Regions from separate parts of the Sus scrofa genome. Here regions 2, 3, 4 and 5 are each linked to region 1. The links are chromatin contacts, called in public Hi-C and targeted proximity ligation maps. All regions are on one chromosome and are shown on one strand. The core of a region is the stretch at or near the end of the contact, and the rest is flanking DNA. Distances in the headings are between cores, read along the strand shown. Region 1 has its middle 49 kb from the start of PKDCC. Region 2 has its middle 150 kb from the start of EML4. Region 3 overlaps EML4 (echinoderm microtubule-associated protein-like 4). Region 4 overlaps EML4 (echinoderm microtubule-associated protein-like 4). Region 5 overlaps EML4 (echinoderm microtubule-associated protein-like 4).

What was found. Hi-C and Micro-C count contacts between places; a contact is called where the count stands out from the background.
Region 2: a contact with region 1 is called in a Hi-C map of omental adipose tissue, with 2.3 times the contacts expected there. A contact is called at or near these places in 2 of 5 promoter capture datasets (fetal liver and liver), 26 of 47 Hi-C or Micro-C datasets (alveolar macrophages, blood, brain and 16 more) and 2 of 2 datasets of targeted methods (alveolar macrophages and skeletal muscle).
Region 3: a targeted proximity ligation map of alveolar macrophages shows a contact between it and region 1. A contact is called at or near these places in 2 of 5 promoter capture datasets (fetal liver and liver), 25 of 47 Hi-C or Micro-C datasets (alveolar macrophages, blood, embryonic fibroblasts and 15 more) and 2 of 2 datasets of targeted methods (alveolar macrophages and skeletal muscle).
Region 4: a contact with region 1 is called in a targeted proximity ligation map of alveolar macrophages. A contact is called at or near these places in 2 of 47 Hi-C or Micro-C datasets (alveolar macrophages and embryonic fibroblasts) and 2 of 2 datasets of targeted methods (alveolar macrophages and skeletal muscle).
Region 5: a targeted proximity ligation map of skeletal muscle shows a contact between it and region 1. A contact is called at or near these places in 1 of 5 promoter capture datasets (liver), 5 of 47 Hi-C or Micro-C datasets (blood, embryonic fibroblasts, fetal skeletal muscle and 1 more) and 2 of 2 datasets of targeted methods (alveolar macrophages and skeletal muscle).

What each region holds. Positions count from the first base shown.
Region 1 is chr3:98,217,749-98,220,485 of Sscrofa11.1, reverse strand. No RefSeq gene overlaps it. Among named protein-coding and RNA genes, the nearest start is that of PKDCC, 49 kb to the left of the region's middle.
Region 2 is chr3:98,001,975-98,004,711 of Sscrofa11.1, reverse strand. No RefSeq gene overlaps it. Among named protein-coding and RNA genes, the nearest start is that of EML4, 150 kb to the left of the region's middle.
Region 3 is chr3:98,027,991-98,030,727 of Sscrofa11.1, reverse strand. The region is part of intron 17 of EML4 (echinoderm microtubule-associated protein-like 4); the gene reads left to right. Among named protein-coding and RNA genes, the nearest start is that of EML4, 130 kb to the left of the region's middle.
Region 4 is chr3:98,062,142-98,064,878 of Sscrofa11.1, reverse strand. EML4 (echinoderm microtubule-associated protein-like 4) reads left to right here. Exons shown (of 23, transcript XM_021087581.1): 7 at 552-675; 8 at 2,176-2,325. Among named protein-coding and RNA genes, the nearest start is that of EML4, 92 kb to the left of the region's middle.
Region 5 is chr3:98,089,546-98,092,282 of Sscrofa11.1, reverse strand. The region is part of intron 2 of EML4 (echinoderm microtubule-associated protein-like 4); the gene reads left to right. Among named protein-coding and RNA genes, the nearest start is that of EML4, 65 kb to the left of the region's middle.

The sequences.
Region 1 (2,737 bases), core at 101-2,600:
CTAATACCTGCCAGGGCCTTGCAGGAGAGTCCCTCCCCAGGTTTAGGTCTGGCTACTCAGAAGCCCCTAGAGAGGGTGGAAGTTTAAGCTGATAACTTGGGACTCAGAGATGTGGATCAGTTTGAGAAACCATGACGCTGCCCTGTTCCAACCTGAAACAGAAGGGAGGGCAGGGTGGGGAGCAGACATAGCCAGCGCCATCCTGGTCCCAGGGCACCACCCTCTGTGACCCAGTCCCATTCGGAATGGGTGGACAGCCGCACTTCTGGAATCAGACCCTCCTGAGCCCTCTGTGGAGAAAGGAGGTGGGCCAGGGTGGGAAGTATGTGGAGGTGGGGGAAGGTAGGAGCGGGAAAAGGGCGTTTATCACTCAAGCAAACTCAGAGCCTAAAACCAGGGAAAGAGCGTGAGAATGGGCCCTGGGATTAAGGTTAGGATCAAGGTGTGACGGTCAAAGCGGTCTCGGGGAAGTAATAGTACAGGGCGCTCTGGCCTGGACTTGCCTTGGGGTGGGAGGCGAGAAAGGCCGGACAGGCGTAGACAAGTGCGTTCTCTGCGTCTGCCGGAAGCAAAGGCTTTCTAGCAGGATCTCCATTTGCTCTGCTTTTCCTTTGGTCTCTGCTTCTGTTTGTACTGTGCTGCCCAATTCTCATTCATTCACTTAACAAACATTTAAATAGCCTAGAACATTTGGAGATATCCGTGGCCAGGGCTTTCCAAAAAGCGTAGGCTGGACCTTGCAGAGGCCTCACTGCCTGGAGCAGCAGGCTCCCGCTCTGCGGCGCCGCTCGCGTGCTGCGTGCTGCGCGTGTAGTGCAGCCCCAGAGCCTGCGGCCTGATGCCAGATCAGCGGGGAGGGGGCAGGACCTCTCCCCCAGATGGGCAGCCCAGATAACCTGAGCCACAGACAGGTTAAGGGGGCAGGAGACTTGGGCAGGACGCGGGAGTCTCTGCCGGGGACGAGCCTACGCCCTTTCACGTGCCCTGGGAGCTCCGATGCTGGCAGTGAGTGGCGGCGGCGCTCCCAAGGGAGGACTCCCTCTCCGTGCCCGAGGCTGGGAGCCCGGGCAGCCCTGGCCAGCGCCCCGCCCGCCCCGAGGCCCGAGCGAGGCGCCGCGGGAGGAATTCCAGCCATTTCCTCTGCGCCGCGCGGTATGTGGCCTGCTCGCTGCCCGACCGCAGCGCGGCCCGGAGGTGGGGGCCGGCGGCGCGGGCCAGTCACCAGCCGTGTCTGGCAGCTGCCTCAGCCTCGCCGTCCTGCTCCGGATCCCCGGCCGGCCACCTCTCGTCCCGGGCCACCAAACCAGCCGTTGGCTTGCAGCGGCCCCGGGCTTGCGCGGTGTCCCTGGGCCCCAGCTCCTCCTCGCTCGGCTGCCGCCACCGCCGGAACTGCTCCGGCCCCGCGCCCGCCCTCTCTTCTCCGTGGTCCCAGCCGCCGCGACCCCCTGCGGGTCCCCAGAATCAGAGTTTGAAACTGACGGTGGCCCTTGCTACGTCACCTTGGGGCACATCCCTTAGCCTTTCTAAGCCTCAGTTTCTCCACCTGTGAAATGGTCACCCTAACAATAATGCCGCCTCATTTGTGCCGCCCTGAGGTTAAAAGAGAAGAGTAATGTCAATGATGTTTTCGATTCTCTGGGTATCTGCGGCTGCCATCGTTAACTTTCCTGGATCTTCGGCCCAGCCTGCCCAGGGCCTCTACACCAGTATAAGTGGCGGTGGAGTCGTCAGGGCAGCTTTAGGGGTAGGCACAGTGGATGGCTGCCTCAAGGACCGGCGTTGGACTCTTCCTCGGGACTCTTTGCCCTCTAGGTCCTTGAAAAGCCCAAAGGACAGTTATTTCATTTTTTTAGATGATGTCATCGCAGTCTGAGAGCAACCAGGCATGTAGTGATTAGGAGAAGTTGAGGGTGCGGACCTAGATGGTGGGGCCGCAGACTTGGACTCTCCGTGCTGGTCTGAACAGAGGATGGGCCACCACGTGCTCTCTGGGCTCCTCTTTCAAAGTGAGATTCCCCAAGGAGAGCGAACATTCTTCCAGCCTTTAACTCTTTGGAGGAACAGCGGGAAAGGGAAAGCCAGAGCCGCCTGGAGACTGGCAGGGTGGGATCCACTTCCCCCGCCGCCCACACCTGCCTCACCCACGCCCACGGCTGCGGTAAATGCAACACTAGGTGGGGCTGGAAAGCCCCGGGTTTCACCGCCGACTGCTTTGCAGACGCAGCACAGCAGCGCCGCTCTGCCTTGGTGTTCCCCCAGATGGCCCCTTGTTTTGATTTTGTAACTTCCCTTCCAGCTAGAGAGTCCCAAGGCCGAGAATTGGCCCTTGCAGCAAAATGTGCCCGCCTCGTTCCCCACACACGCTGCAGCCGCAGACCGTACAAATCCAGGTGGAGACAGGTCTAGAAACACAGGTGCTATAAATATCCCAGGCCAGCAGGGAGACCCCGCTCTCAGGCAGCCCCTCCCCACTCAGCCTCCCCAGAGCCCAGCACTTCCGGCCACCGCTGCGCTGCGGGCTGCTCTCCCCGAAGTGGGAGGGGTAGGCTTCTTCTGTATCAGAGGCCTGGCTTCTCTTTCCTCTCCCAAGACCCCCTGAGTGCCTAGGCTGAGGGTTTTCTCTCTACTAGAGATAAACCTCCCTAGCTCCCAATCGCAGGCCAGGCTGTGCCCTCCCTCCCCTGGTACTTTTAAAAGGCTTTTTCCGGGACCCCACGTTGTGGCTTTTGTCTGACTC
Region 2 (2,737 bases), core at 117-2,616, 220 kb after region 1:
CCTACGTCATCTCAGTCCTTGCGCTGCCCTCCTGTCACCATCACAGAAACAGGCCCTACACATGACACCAATGCCTAGGATGCCAAGGACTGGTGTCAAGGACCACAGAAGAAGTCAGGCATTTTTCCCAAAAACTGGGTGCAACCCTTTGTAAGGGACAGCTCCTGCTCTCCTCAGGGACTCAGGTAATGCTACACCTTTTGTGCTAATCAGTTCACCTTCTCCAAAGGAAACCTGCATTTCTACTTCACCCTCATTAGTAGATCCCTACAAAAATAACCTCTGATCTAAAAGACAGCGAAAGAACTAAAAGAGAAATAATCCCAAAAGAAAGTTTCAGTGTCTCCTCTAGAGACGTCAGTGTGTTTCATTTCTGTATCCACGGGCGACATCCTCAGGAGACCATAGCTTGCTGAACTGAACACATTTGTGGGTTTTGTTTTAATGTTACCAATTCAGAGATCTGGCAGACAAGCTTGAGAGGACCACTTCTCTATCTCAAAGGACAAAAACAAGAAATGGATGACAAATAACCCGAGTGGTTCAATGATTAAAATACGACACATCCAGGAGTTTCTGTGTGGCTCAGCAGGTTAAAAGGATCCCGAGTCACTACTGTGGCTCAGATTGTTGCTGAGGCATGAGTTTGATCCCTGGCCCGGGAACATCCACATGCTGTGGGCATGGCCAAAAATAAAATATGGCACATCCATAGAATTAAATGCTATATAATGGCAAGAGCTAACACTTAATGTAACACTGAAGTGCTTTCCATGTACTAACTCGTTCAATTCTTTCAACAGTCCTAAATTTATCTCCATTTTACAGATAAGGAAACCTACAGATGAGAAGCCAAGCAGCAAGTCCTTCCGCCCTGGGGCCAGCCCTGTGCTTTACTGGAGGTGCTTGCTGCACAACAATAATTGAGTGATTATTACTAACAAGAAAGAAACAGGTTAAAGTGGTAGGAAGGATCTGAGACTGGTATATAGAAGAACGACAGAAAGTCGTAGGCTTTGCAAAAGGCGCCTCTGGGCTCTGAGGGACTCTTCTCATCCCCCAACAGCTGGAGCACGGGGCAGAGTTTCCAGGCTGTGCTGGGACACCTGCCCTCTGCCCTTGCTGCCTTTCTTGGCTCCTATGCCCTCAGTTCCTGATGTTCAGTTTAAACCTATGGAGTGTGGAGACACTGCTCCCTTGTTTTCCAACCTTTGAGCAATTTCCATTTCACTGAAAAAGCAGTGTAGCAACTTTGCACTGCGCTGGTCAAGTGCTGCTTCCCCCTTAGTCCTCCGGCCTGGTGCGGCCACGGGGCTTTGATCTTGCCTCTCCTCTCCCTCAGCAATGTAAACATCAGTCCTGAAAATAGATTTTCCTAGGGAGCCGCCCAGAAACAGAGATGAATGTGCATAACTGCTGGCACTGAGGACTCCACATATCAGTGGGATTACACCCACTGATTTCAACTCCTGGCAAACTTCACTTTTGCAGGATCGCACTAAAGGAGCGAGAAACAACGTGAGTGCTGGAAGAAAGGGCCCTAGCAAGGAAAAATAACTTCTTAATAAGTGAAGCCCTCAGGTTTCCCTTGTGGCACAGGGAGTTAAGGACCCGCCCTTGTCACTGCAGTGGCTCGCCATCACTGCTACTGCGCAGGCTTAGTCCCTGGCCCGGGAACTTCCACATGCCTTGGGCATGACCAAAAAAATAGGAGTTTCCATTGTGGCTCAGTGGAAACAAACCCAACTAGTATCCATGAGGATACAGGTTCAATTCCTGGCCTCGCTGAGTGGCTTAAGGATCCACTGTTGCTGTGAGCTGTGGTGTAGGTCGCAGATGCAGCTCGGGTTTGACCCCTAGTCTGGGAACCTCATGTGCCATGAGTGTGGCCCTAAAACAGCAAAAAAAAAAAAAAAAAAGATGTAGAAACTCCCTCTTTATGCTTTTAAAGGGAATAAACAAAAGTTTTTAATAAAAGTTCTGTCCTTGTGCACTTGAGGTCCTCCATCTACGATCAAATAGAACACTGCTGACGTGAAACGGTGCCATCCGGCCCCACAGTGCCTGCAGGAGAATTCCTAGCAGAGTGTGGGCCTGGAGGAGCCCCAGGCGAGGCCGGGACACTGCTGGTCAGAGGTGTGGCTGTAAAGCTGGGCTCTGGGAGCACAGAAGCTTCCCAGAGAGGCAGCCGATGCCTAGCTCTGCCCAGGGAGGGGTCCTACGCTTCACTGGGTCTGGGAGCTCTGCACCCCCTCTCCCTCCTCCGGGGTCCCCACTGGCTTCCCTTCTGCTGACTGGAGGGTCACTGGTGCTCACGCCCTTTTTTGGAAATGTCCTCTGAAGCTGCGCCATGGCTGCCTTCCCTCAGGTGTTCGGGCTGCATCACCTCCCCTTACTCAGAATTAATAAAGTGACAAGAAAAAGCATTCCACTCTTTAGCAGACCCTGGTGAAACTGCTGCAGAACGAGAGGAGGTATCAGGCCTTCTCCTGTGAGAGTGACGGCCCCCTGGTTTCACCGGCAGACCCATTTCCATGGGGCTCACTGTTTGCTGCCCATGAATATCTCAGCACCGAATCATTAGCAGGAGTGTTTGCCAGGCCTTGACATCTCCACTTAGAAGATGAATTCATTCTGAGCTGAGCCAAGAGCCCCTTCTGTCTTGGAAGAATGTGTTAGGGTTCAAAGCCTCACAGGGCCCTGGAGCACCAGTGAGATCTCACCCCAGTCCCACTCG
Region 3 (2,737 bases), core at 163-2,662, 190 kb after region 1:
AGGGTTAGGGATCTGGCATTGCCATGAGCAGTGGTGTAGGTCACAGGCGCAGCTCAGATCCTGCGTTGCTGTGGCTCTGGCGTAGGGTGATGGCTACAGCTCTGACTGGACCCCTAGCCTGGGAACCTCCATATGCCTCAGGTGTGGCCCTAAAAAAAAAGACAAAAACACACACACAAAAAAAGAATATATTACTACTGTAACTTCTGAGGGAAAAAATTAAATGCATGGACCTAAGAGGACATGGTACTTCCTTGACATTGCTAATCCTCATAGTAAGGATTCTTTTTAGCAGCATTATTGAGATATCATTCATATAACCATAAAATTCACCCATTTAATGTATATTATTCAGGAGCTCCTTAGTGACTCAGCACATTATGGAATCCAGTGTTGTCACTGCTGTGGCTCAGTTCGCCTCTGTGGCACCAGTTCAATCCCTGGCTCTGGAATTTCTGTGTGCCGCAGGCAGGCGCAGCCAAAATACACACACACACACACACACACACACACACACACACACTCTTCATTAGGTTTTAGGAAGGTCACAGGATTGTGCAACTTTCATCACAAGCTAATTTCAGAACATTTTCATTAACCCAAAAAAGAAATCCTATACCCATTAGCCTTCACTCCTCCTCACCCCCACCTACTTCCAGATCTACTTTTCTGTTTCTATGGGTTTGCCAATTCCAGACATTTCATATAGAGTCATATTATACATTGTCATTTGTTTCTAATTTCTTTCACTTAATCTTTCAAAGGTTCATCCCTGTTGTACAGAATATATAAGTATTTCATCCCTATTGTCAGCAAATATTCCATTATATGAATATACCTCCTTCATCACTTGGTGACCATTTGAGTTATTTCCACTTTTTGACCACTGGGAGTAATGCTGCTGTGAGCAGTCATACATACGTTTTTGTGTAGACATATGTTTTCCACTCTCTTAGGTATATACCAAGGAGTAAAGTTGCTGATAACTCTGTGTTTAACATTTTGAAGAGCTTCCAGGTTGTTTCCCACAATAGCTACACCATTTTACAATTCCACTAGTAAAGTATGGAGGTTCCAATTTCTCCACATCCTTGTCAACACTTGTCATTGACTTTGTTTTCATTTTAGCCAACCTAGTGAAGTGCTTTTTCATTGTGTGTGTGTGTGTGTGTGTTTTCCAGCTTCCCCCTCAGCATATGGAAGTTTTCAGGCCAGGGATTGGATCTATAGCTACAACCTATGGCACAGCTGTGGCAACACTGAATCCTTAAGTGACTGTGCCGGGCCATGGATTCAACCTGCGCCCCCACAGCAACTCCAGCCACTGCAGTCGGATTCTTAACCCATTGCACTACAGCAGGAACTCCTTTGTGGTTTTGATACGTATTTCTTTGATGGCTAATGATGTTGAATGTCTTTTCCATGTGTTTACCAACCACTTGTGTAACCTCTTTAGAGAAGTGTCTACTCATATCCTGTGCCTGTCTTTGAATTGATTTGTGTTTTTATTGTTGAGTTATAAGCGTTCTTTATATATTCTGGATATAGTACCTTATCAGATATATGAGTTGCAAGTATGTTCTCTCATTCCAATGGTTGTCTTTTCCCTTTATGTTTACATTTATTTCACAAAAGCTTCAAAATTTTATATAGTCCCATTTATCTATTCTTTCTCTTGTCTCTTGGTCATAAAGATTTACCTCTGTATTTTCTTCTAAGAATTTTATAGTTTTAGCTCTTATCTTTAGGTCTGTGATTCATCTTGCATTATTAATCTTTGTATATGATGTGAGGTAGATATCCAACTTCATTCTCTTGGGTGTGAATATCCAGTCATTGAAAAGAATGTTATTCCCCAGTGCAGGATATTGACACCCTTGTTGAAAATCTGTTGACCATAAACGTATGGGTTTCTATCTGGACTCTCAGTTATAGCCCATTGATGTATATGTCTATCCTGTGCCAGTACCACAATCTTCATTATTGTAGTTTTGCAGTAAGTTTTGAAATTGGGAAGTATGAGTCCTACAACTTTTTTCTTTTTCAAGGTAGTTTAGCTATTCAGGATCCATTGATTTTCCACATGAGTTTTAAGATCAGCTTGTCAGTTTCTGCAGAGAAGCCAGCTGGCATTTTGATAAGAATTGTTTTGTTTTGTTTTGTTTTTTCCTTTATGGATCAGTTTGGGGAACGTCACTATTTTAATATGGTCTTCTAATTTATGAACAGCTCTTTATTTATTTAAATCTAGAATTTTTTCAAAGATGTTTTTTAGTTTTTAGGGTACAAATTTGCGCCTTGTTAAGTTTGTACCTAAGTATCTCTGATGCCATTTTAAATGAAATTGTTTTCTCAATTTCATTTTCAGAATATTCATTGCTAGTATATATAAATACATTGCTCTTGGATCCTGCACCTCTGAACTCATTTCTTAGTTTTAATAGTTTTTAATGGATTCCTCAGGATTTTCTACATATAAGACTATGCACCCTGTAAAACTCTTCTTTCTTTCTAATCTGAATTGTTTTTCATTTTCTTGACTGATTGTTTTGACTAGAATCTCTTGTACAGTTTTGAATAGATGTGGCAAGAGTGGTCATCCTGATCTTGTTCTCTATTTTATATGTTACTCGATTCAGTTTGTTAGGATTTTGTTGAAGATTCTTTTCATCTATATTGATAAGGGAAGTTGGTCTGTAGTTTTCTTGTTTTGTCTCTGTCTGGTTTTGGTATCAGG
Region 4 (2,737 bases), core at 154-2,653, 160 kb after region 1:
CAGCTCTGTTTACTGACCTGTGCAAAAGAGCTCTTAGTCTTTATCCCCGTCCTGATTTATGAAGATGTCTGACCCCTCTTCGTGGTATATTCTGAGGCCATGTGTTTTGTGTCATTAAATGTCAGTAGGTTGATCAGGTAGCCTGGTGGACATGGTTGTTGTCTATCCTGATAATCTTCTTTTCATCTGTCATGGAAAGTTCCATCACAAAATGATTTTCATTTGCATTTTTCCACCTCAGCTTTCCTGGCCTTCTTGTTGAAATATTTACAGATAATTGATATTTTAATTATGAAATACAGATAATTTATATTTTAATTATGAAACTTAGAGATAATTTATATTTTAATTATGAAAATAGTTATTCTCAGGAAAGTGACCAATGGTTTTTCCTCCAGTATTTTGGTTAGTTCATTAGACAAAAGTAAGTATATGTAATGAGAATAGAACTATAGCTATTTTTTATCTTGTTTTATTGTATCACTTTAATAATCCACTTTTCTATGACGTTCAGCAAATACATATCATTTTTTTTCCTTGTGTTTCAACAGAAGGAGAATATATTAAAATGTTTATGCGAGGTCGGCCAATCACAATGTTCATTCCTTCTGATGTTGACAACTATGACGACATCAGAACAGAACTGCCTCCTGAGAAGCTCAAACTGGAGTGGGTGTATCCTTTCCTGTCATGACAGCAAATCTGTTTGCTTCGTCTTTAGTTTAAGAAATATTTGTTTACCTAACTTCTATCAAAATTGTCTCTATACCCAAAAAAGTAAATGTAATAAACATAGCAAGATACTTAAGAAAGTAAAGAGATGTCATCTGTAACTCTTTCATATATTAAATATATTTTGCTATTAGCAATTCAGAACTACCAAAATTAATATCAGATAGGGTAAACACTGTTCTGTGAACATGGAGGCAGGTACTTTCAGTGTGGTAGAAAAGGCATCAGACTAGAAAGACTGGTGTTCGAGTCTTGGCTCTCCCACTTAGCCCTGCTTCCTTCACTTAAAAAAGAGGTTAATAACCCTACCTCACAAGTCCATTATAAGAATTGAGTAAGAAAACGTCAGTTAAGCATCTTGTAACCTAGAAAGTAATGTGAATTGTTTTATTAAGAGTTCAGATTAGCAAGTGGATTCTAATTCCAGAATTAACTTCCTTACCACCAAACTTTAAAAAAAAAAAATGAGTATATAAAACAGTATATAAAACAGAGCTCTCTTAATTTCACTTAGAAAGTCTTACTTTTCTTAGAACCTCTGAGAAACTCAGTTAAGTAGAAGGAAGCTAATAGTTTGAACTCTGCTCTTTGCCTCCAATCTCTTAAATCTACTTCCCCTACCCTTTGAATCATTCCCTCCTTTTGACAGAAATTAGCTTAAGAAAACTCACCAATCCTGTGATTCTTTTTGCACAACTTTTTAGCGGACACTGCCAGGATGAGACAATGCCTGGCTGTCTCTTATTCATCATTTAGGGCAAGAATAAATGTCACTTTTTCAGATTGCTCTTTTGATCTCTATCTCTTCATTTTTCTTTCCTCAGATAGCTCTTTTGATATCTTTGTTTCCATTTTTTTGTTTTAAAAATTAGTTTTGGGGGTGTTTTTGTTTTTGTTTTGTTGTTTGTTTTGGGGGGGTGGTTTTGGGCCGTGCCTGAGGCATGCAGAAGTTCCTGGGCCAGATATCGAACCTGTGCCACAACAGTGACAAAGCCAGGTCCTTAACCTGTTAGGCCATCAGGGAACTCCTTCTCCCTCCATTTAAATTATATCCTCCTTTTATGCTTTCTCCTAGCATCCTGTTGTTTTTCTTCCAATAATTTCTAATGATATATTTGGGTTAATTTTTGTCACCTTTGCAAAAGCTTTAACTCCAGGGACATGGACCCTACATTTGTTTTGTTCAGAACTCTGTGTTCATTTCTGTGCCTGACACACATTAGGAGCTCAAGATATGTTTATTTGTTGAATGCAGAAACTAAGATTGAAGCATATTAAAAGTCTCAAGTTTACACAAGGGCTAGTGGCAGGACATGAGTTTTCTAGTTCCAGTCTGGTCCTTTTCCTTATACCTTCCTATTTTCCCTCAGTATCCATGAAAAATTTGTTCATTTATCACTTTGAAAAGTATGTTGATTAAAAACCTTGACTCTTTCTTTTAAGATATGGTTATCGTGGAAAGGACTGTCGGGCTAATGTTTACCTTCTTCCTACTGGGGAAATTGTTTATTTCATAGCATCAGTAGTAGTACTATTTAATTATGAGGAGAGAACTCAACGACACTACCTGGGTCATACAGACTGTGTGAAATGGTTGGTATCCTCTTAACATTTGTTCATTTTTTAATTTCATGTTCTTACTTGTGTATTTTTTTAAATATGGGTTTTTATTAAAAATGGTTTCTTAAGGAAAACTCAGAACATAAGGATATTATGGGCATTGTTAAGAATATGTTTTAAAAGAAAGAAAAGACTTAAAGGTCTCCAAAATGGTTGATGTGGTATTTGCAGCAGTAAAACATAGCACCTATAAATCTCAGTTGGGACTTCTTCTGTTTTCTGTGATCTTTTATAGTCTTTTCCTCTGGCCTATAACACCAAATACATGTGGGCCAGACTAGTCAGTGATTATTGGTTTCTAAATATTTAATGAGGGTTTACTTTATTAGATAAATTTTGGAAGTGAGGATTTTGGGCAGTGGAGGAAGAAATCATGGCTGAATAG
Region 5 (2,737 bases), core at 78-2,577, 130 kb after region 1:
TCTACTAGTGATTATTCTTTAAGTTACTCTTTTACAGTAGACACCAGCTTTGAACTACTGGCTATAAAATGGATCGATGATGGAAGGATTGATTATATAATACTTCGGAGAAATATTATTTGAGAAATGAGCATAACTCATTAAGAATTACTCTATCATTAGTGAAAAAATTTCCCTGTTTTCTATTCTTGATATTAAAACATTGAGAAGTACATTTTAAAAGTTTCATTAATTTTATTATTGGTAATTCTAAACAGCTTTATCTTGAAGTTTATATATGGTTTACTACAGAAAGTAACTGGAAAAGAAATAAGTGAAACTTCACTATTGTCATTTTTATATAACCTAAAAAAAGATCAAATATCAGTTTTGACATTAAATAGGAGTAATATATTAATGATATAAATATTTGGAATAAACATTTTAAGCAAAGTACTTTCTAACCAAGGAAAACTTTTTTAAAAAGAAATTATTTTGTAGGGATTTTGTATTTTTCTTTCACTTAATAAGTAAAGAATCTGAAATTAACGTTATGTCAGTTATACCTCAGTTAAAAGAATTAAGTCATTTCTGATACTATAAGAAAGTTTTGTATGTGAATTTCTTAGTCCCCTGTGAAATTAGAATTTGTAGTATTCAGTCTCGCATAAATTACTGACAGGACAATAATCACTACCATCTTCATAAAATATTTAGCATTTTTAGAGGATTTTTCTTTAGAGGCAAGACTATAAACCATGGATAAGTAGGTGGAACCCTTTTATAAAGCTGTAGTTAAAAGTATAGGTCAGCTTCCTCATTGATGAAGACATCTATTACATGGTTGTGCTAGATAGTGGTGATATGGAAACATGACTTGACTTCAGGTATCACTAAAACTAAATGTGTTTGCTAATGGTTTAATGACAGTCTATGTCATTTCATGGTAGTATTGCCATTCAGTAAATGCCAAAATCAAAAACACACCTAACTAGTCATTTCAGTATTTTTAGTTCTGTTCTTTTAGTTTATCCTTTCCAGTGTGCCAGCAGTATTAAAAGCTAATCTCCATTTTTTTTCTTGAATATATTATATCAGACACAAGGTAGAAAGTTTTCCCAGTAGTTTTAGAGGTGGCCAGTCATTTAAATTTCTCATATACCTTCTCTTCTGTTGGAGAATTCTTTCCTTTTGACGGCATATGTTCATAATATATACACCAGTTACAGCTGAATCCCTGCCAAAAGGAAAAAAAAAAATTACCTGTACTTTGGAGCAGAAGGGAAGGTCCAGGGAACACTCTGGCAGTTTTAACTGCCAGGAAGACAAATTATGTCACAGCTGGTGCCTGGGAAACCCATTAAGACCTCTTGGGGTGACCAAATGAATGTAATTTGAGAATACAGCCTACTGGCAATATGTGAAGACAAGCTGTTAGTACACAATGGTATAAAAGCACAGGAGTCAAATTATCTGAAGGTGGGAAACAGTCATTTTTTTAAACCAGGAAACTGCTGGTAAACCAGAAATATCAAGCATTGTAACTGCCACTTGAGAAATGAGAGGACCCAGAGGCAAAATTGAAATTTAAAGGATATCATTTCTCCCAAAAAACACATTGCTAATTATGTAGACTCTGGGATAGTGTGCAGGCACAGATCTGCATCATTTGGCTCTTGCTCCAGATAACATTTATGACAAGAGAGGGATTCTCATGAGTTTGCTGTAAACGTTGTTGATAAGTAAATTACATTAATCAGTTAGAAGGTGTGAATTTCCTTGGTGGGGCCTTGGGCTAAAATGATTCATAATTGTGGTAGGGGATAGGATAGTGTCTTATTATTTTGACAGCATATCAAAGACTTCTGAGCTGCTCTTTGTATATGAAAATAACTGGGCAGACATTGCCTCAGACCAGGCAGCACAGAGCTCCATTCCTCTATGAGAGTCAAATGCTCTTTGGTCATTTCTGCTCAAAAGATACTTTAAAAGAATGAGCGGTTAAGGGAACTAAAGTACACATTCCTGTGAGACAAAAGGAAAGGAGAAAAGTACAGATGAAATTCCAAATGGAAAAGATAAAATTTGATGAAGTACATGTAGTGCTCCATTTTTTTTCAAAGAATGAAGCAAAGTAACTGACATTGCAAAAGGTAGCAGGGAGCTTGAAAATGCGGAGAGAGTGGAAGAGATATACAGTTGGAGCTGTGGGGCATATGATAGGGAATCTGAGATAAAGAAAAAGATTTTGAGTAAAGTTCTTCCTTCATGGATCGTTTTTATCCTTCTGATCAAAAGTTTTTCATCCTTTAAGGTCTCAAATTAATTCCTGAAATTGATCTATGTTTTGTCTCTTCTTGAAGCTGTTTTAAAATTTCATTACGGGTCTCTTTTGGTGTATGTATGTGTATGTAATTTTGCTTCTGCTGGATTATAAACTATCTATAAACAATTTCTTACTAACATAACTAGCCTTGGGATGACTCAGTAAATTTAAATTAAATTTAAAATTAAATGTGGAAAGAAGAAACTTATAGAAACAAAGTTATTTTTTAAATTGCTCTTTGGATGGAGGGATTGGGACAGATGCAAGAATAAGAAGATATTACAGGTAAGAGTAGCAAGATGGATTTCAGATTTGCAACGCATGTAACAGTTCTTAGTGATAACTTTATTGTGTGACCTGTTTTGGTGGTGATTGTTCAGCAGTTGTAATTTTGGTATTTTCATGCGAGAAGCTGAGCTTAAGTCCTACTCC